Regions from separate parts of the Zea mays genome. Here region 1 is linked to region 2. Evidence: chromatin contacts called from public Hi-C data. All regions are on one chromosome and are shown on one strand. Each heading gives the region's core, a stretch centred on a gene start, on an enhancer-like site or on the middle of the called end of the contact. The rest is flanking DNA. Distances are from core to core; before and after follow the strand shown.

Region 1 (2,700 bases), core at 63-2,562, 160 kb before region 2:
ACTAAGTAATAAATATATATTAACTAATAACTATACAGTAAATATTAAATGAACACATTAAACGAAATTACATAATCTATAAATAATGTACGAAAACTATGTATACCTGAGAACACGTACGAGTCCAGCTAACGGTGGAGAAGGTCAAGTCGGACGAACACCTACGTACAAAAAAACCAATTGTCAGTAAAAAATTTGGCAGCACCTCCCCTGTAAAGTGATGTTTATAGAACCTGCGAATAAACGACAACACGATGGTTACCAACACAGAAAACATGTAATATCAATGCGCTAAACAAAATGGTAACTATATAATCACTAAGAATTTACTAAACACTAACAATATACTACGCAACAAACTAGCTAACTATTTTAATAAACACTAACAACAAAATATCTAACTATTTACTAAACAATAAATAAGTGGATACCTAACTAATTACTACTAGTTTACAAACTAAGAAATTAAAAAAAAATAATGGTCGGCAGTGGGGGCGGGAGCTACCGGGGCCGGAGCGGGCGGTGGCCGATCGTTGGCCGGACTCCGGGCGGCGGGGACTGGTCGGCAGTGGACTGCGGGCGAGCTCGGGGCGGCAGTGGACTGCGTGGGGCGGGCGGCGGCGAGCGAGCTCGAGCGGACCTCGGGCGGAGCTCGGGCGAGCTCGGGCGAGCTCGGGCGGGGCTCGCGGCGGCGAGCCGGAGCTGGGCTGGGGCGGGCGGGCGGCGGCGAGCCGGAGCTGGGGCAGGCGGCGGCGATTTGTGGACGGCGGCGGCGATTTCGGCGGCGGTGATTTGGAATGAGCAGAAGAAAAGAAACGCGCGCAGAGAGAAGGCAGTTTGCGGGTTTTTCCTAGCTCGGCGCCAAGATCTGTGGCGCCGAGCTAGGTGCCACGCGGGACTGCCACGTCACGAAGCTCGGCGCCACAGCCTGTGGCGCCGAGATTCGGGTCCAAACGTGCAAATAAAATTTCTGGGGGTCCAAACGTAGATTTTTGACTCGAAAGGGGCTAAAAAACAAAAAATTCGGCGCATACGGCGTATGCGCATGGAAACGGTATGTTCCATACCTTGATGTTGATGTGCAGATCGATCTTGTTGTTCTTGTCAAGAACAGCGTGTTCTTCCTTCTCTGATTTCTCCTTGAGACAGTGCTGATAACGTGTTGTGCTCTATTGCAGTGCTCAGTGGTAAATGGAGAGAACAGAGATAGAATGATAGGATAGATCTTTATTGCAGTGTAGTGAAGTATATATACAAGAGTTCCCAGGGTGTGTGTCCCTTGGGAAATAAGTGTCATGTACAAAATATTTTGTAACAAAGAGCACGGGTCACCTCGCCGGGATCCCACCTCGCCAGTGCCGCCTCGCCGCTCTCCCACATCGTGTCCTCCGCCCCTTCGCACGGACGCACACGCACCTCACCTCTCACAATTCCACACCTCACCTCTCCGCTTCGCTTCTTGTCGCTGCGGCGCGCGGCCATGGTCTCCCTCCGCTTCCCTACCGCTGCCATCCCCCGCCTCCCGCCATCCCAGGCCCCCAACGGCGTCGCCATCGCTGCCACGGTCGCCGCTGCAGCCGCGGCCGCAGCTGCAGTAGCGGCCAGCTTGACCCTCACGGGCAAGTCCACTGGCCGGCCAGTCCCGCACCCTGCCCCTCTCTGGGCCTCCCTCTCCCTGGCCGACGCGGCGGCCCCCAGCTCCGTCGAACCCCGGACCGGCGCGACATTCCCCACCGAGGCCGCCGTTGGGCGCCGCCTACTCGGCATAGGCCTCCGGAAGACCAGCGTCCTCGGGCTCAAGTCCATCGACGTCTACGCATTCGGTATTCCGCTAAAAACTACATATCTGATCTCTCCGTCGTTATAAAAGCGCTATAAAGAGGGAATTTTGAAATGCCGCTTTATGCAGGCGTGTATGCGGATGACAACGATTTGAAACAGCAGCTGAAGGAGAAGTACTCGAAGTTCTCGGTCTCGGAACTGAAGGGAAACGGTGAGCTGATCAACGATGCGCTAGAGCGTGACATACCGATGACGGTCAGGCTGCAGATTGTTTATGGGAGGCTGAGTATTCGCTCGGTTCGCAGCGCATTTGAGAAGAGTGTGGGAAGTAGGCTTCAGAAGTTCGGTGGACAAGACACCAAAGAGTTGCTTCAGAGGTAATTCACCTGTATTTCAGGTCCCTTTTGGCTATGGCTTTGTGGGAGAAATGCTGAAACTTCTTTTAATACCTGTTCTGATAGGCTTACCCCGACGCTTTCATTAACCCACACACTTGAATATGTTGCTTTACATAACATTGTGTAGTGTCACGAGTTCTAACCTTTCATTATGGCTTAACTGAAGAAATGGACCACACATAATCATATTGATTGGTAAATCTGAACTCACATCATATCCATTATCACATTAAATGGGTTGTTTGCAGCACAGTAAATCTTGTAGGGGTGTACATTCCTCCAAATTCCTATCGCATTCATCCAGTACAAACATGAACCTTATATTTATATGCCATGTGCAAGATTGTTAATTATTTCTCCAATTCCAAATGTGGGTCATTTTAGGATTTCATTCAGATCAAACCTCTTTAACTTGAGCCATCAGTATATATATAAAACATGACAACCCATGGTTGATATTACTAGATTCATCATAGGCTTTCATGATATATATAACTCCCCCAATTGAAAATAGTATACT
Region 2 (2,700 bases), core at 123-2,622:
TAATATGATATTATCTTGTGAATTGATAAATGAATTTTGTTGTCTTAATATATGTAAATAATATGTTATTATATATGATTAATTATGTTAAATGTATGTATTTATATACTGCTCTACTGTTGGTTCGGGCCAGTGGTCGGCCCGGCACGATTTTTCCCTGTGCGTGCCGGGTTTGGGCATGTCCCTAGGCACATGGGCCAGCCCGATCCGGCCCAAAGCATCAACGGGTCGTGTCTGGCCTGGCCCTATTCGTACCGGGCCGAAACGGGTTCGGGCCGGGTCCATGCCGGGTGGCCCGTTTGAACATCTATACCTATGCCCTGTGCATCTCCGGCCGACAACCGTGTCTGACCCCACCATGGCTCTCCATGCTGACGTGGTGGGCGCGCATTTTTTTTTGTTGGCTGCAATTCCTATTTATATATAATTTTAAAATTTTCCATTTAAATGGGGCGGGGAGGAGGAGAAGCTCGAAGATGGTGAAAACTATGGTACCATAGAAATTGGTGCTTTATATATTAGAGTATTGATTGAGTTTGGCTCTCTTGTAGGCTTTCTTCTCATGCATAGGGCCCTAATAAAGATTAGGAGGAATCTTGCATGGTCCTTAACATCTTGATAAAAGTATAAGAATCATCGATATGAGTTTGTATCTCTATCGCACTTAAGTTTTCACATTTATATTGTTCAGCATAGCATGTTTGATCATCCCTGTCTCCTTGTCACTGAACTTTGTTGTTTCTTCCACTTCGACGACCACATATAACACAAAAGCGAAATGCAAACCTTAAAAAAAACATTCCTACAAGTACCTGTAAAGCGAACGATCGAGTGAGTTGGTTCCAGCTTTCGTTGATTACGGAGAGGGCCAACATGTCATAGAACTATGGCTGCTGCATGCCATCCATGGATCACGGAGACAGTAGGTGGACGGCGTGCCTGCTTCCCGACTGACCGGTTTGTTCGTTTCGTCTCGTGTGTGCCTACCGGGTTAAAATAAATAATAAATAATAATGGTGACGATAGTGGGCGCCCTTTATTTGTTACGTATCATCGATGGAGCAGAGAGCTATCAGTGGTCCGGGCCCACGCGGGGTTCACGCTAATTCACTTTCACCGGCCAGGGCGTGACTGCGTGCGGTCAATTTCATCACAGCAATTTCAGCAAAGCCTCTCCGAGCGTCGTGTGACGGTGACGTGACACGGCCGACCACGTCTCTAATCCCCATACTAGCTAACGGAACATCTCCTTTGGGAAACTGTATCCAGGACGGCCAACGGTCCTCGCTCTACTCCAGTCCTGAACTGCCACCGCCTCCGGCTTCTATTTAAGAAGGCGCCCCCCGCCACCATTCTATTCAGCAGCTGACCCGAGCCGCAGATGGTCTCTCCCGGCCGCTACTAGAGGCTTAGCGTTGAGAGCCACATGTTGAGTGAACAGACGGCGGCTAGCACTAGCAGCGGCGAGCATCAGGAGAGGAGCGTCGTCGAGGACAGGCGGCTACAGCCGGTGGGGGAGAACGAGGAGGCGGAGTTCAGGGACATCCACGCGCTGAGCCCGCCGCCGAGCCAGCCTTCGTCGTACCGCCGGAGCAGGCACGCGTCCGTCGGGAGCGACACCGCGTCCAGCGAGCCCTTCCCGACCATGAGCAGGGAGTTCTCGGCCATGGTCGCCGCCGCAGCAGCCATCGCCAACGGTGCCGCCGCCGACAGGCTCGGGGAGGCCGAGGACGAGGAGACCAACCCGCTGGCCATCGTGCCGGACAGCAACCCCATCCCGTCGCCGCGCCGGGCCCGGGGCCCGCCCACCCCAGGCGCCGGCGCCGCCCACGCCAACGGCGACGGTGGGGTGTCCGTGGGGCAGGTCAGGAAGGAGGAGGTGGAGTCCAAGATCGCCGCGTGGCAGATCGCCGAGGTGGCCAAGGTCAACAACCGGTTCAAGCGCGAGGAGGTCGTCATCAACGGCTGGGAGGGCGACCAGGTGGAGAAGGCCGGCGCCTGGCTCAACAAGTACGAGGTAGTCAGTCCATCGCATCGATCTACACCTCCACACTCACTGACTAGCGTCGTCCGAACTGTCCAGTGCTTGCTGACTGATACCAACGCATGTAATGTGCAGAGGAAGCTCGAGGAGAAGCGCGCCAAGGCGATGGAGAAGGCGCAGAACGAGGTGGCCAGGGCGCGGCACAAGGCGGAGGCGAAGCGCGCGTCGGCGGAGGCCAAGCGGGGCACCAAGGTCGCGCGGGTGCTGGAGCTCGCCAACTTCATGAGGGCCGTGGGGAGGGCGCCCTCCGCCAAGCGCTCCTTCTTCTGAACCCTCCCCCACCGCCCACCGGGCCTCTCCTCCTTCACCAGTTCCTCTGCCCTGCTCTGCTCGTCGTCGCCGCCCGCCGCCTGTGCAGTTCAGTTGCATCGTTCACCGCTTCACTCCACGGGATCAGACAGAGTGATCAGTGCCGTGCTTAGCTGTGTGGAACGCTTGTTTTAGTGCTGTGTCCACATGTATGATTTGTAACCTTTTCTTCTCCCTCCTGTTTATGTCAGTACACGAAGGATGTGCTCTGCCGGAGTGTTGAGGGCAAGAGCTGCCTGTATTTTGTTGATATTTCGTCATCAACAGCTGTGTATGTCAGTACGAACAAGATAATGGAAGTCCATTACCACTGTGTAAAGTGTAAACTTTGTGCTTGTCTGCTGCAT

The links. Hi-C and Micro-C count contacts between places; a contact is called where the count stands out from the background.
Region 1: a contact with region 2 is called in a Hi-C map of leaf, with 8 times the contacts expected there. The contact joins the promoter of LOC100283211 here to the promoter of LOC100192691 in region 2. A contact is called at or near these places in 4 of 25 Hi-C or Micro-C datasets (bundle sheath, ear, leaf and 1 more).

The regions. Positions count from the first base shown.
Region 1 is chr2:212,957,614-212,960,313 of Zm-B73-REFERENCE-NAM-5.0, reverse strand. It overlaps LOC100283211 (chalcone isomerase), which reads left to right and starts at 1,312. Exons shown (of 4, transcript NM_001156113.2): 1 at 1,312-1,823; 2 at 1,910-2,159. The coding sequence starts at 1,481.
Region 2 is chr2:212,799,354-212,802,053 of Zm-B73-REFERENCE-NAM-5.0, reverse strand. LOC100192691 (Remorin family protein) reads left to right here and starts at 1,372. Exons shown (of 1, transcript NM_001137896.1): 1 at 1,372-2,676. The coding sequence starts at 1,427. The coding sequence ends at 2,314.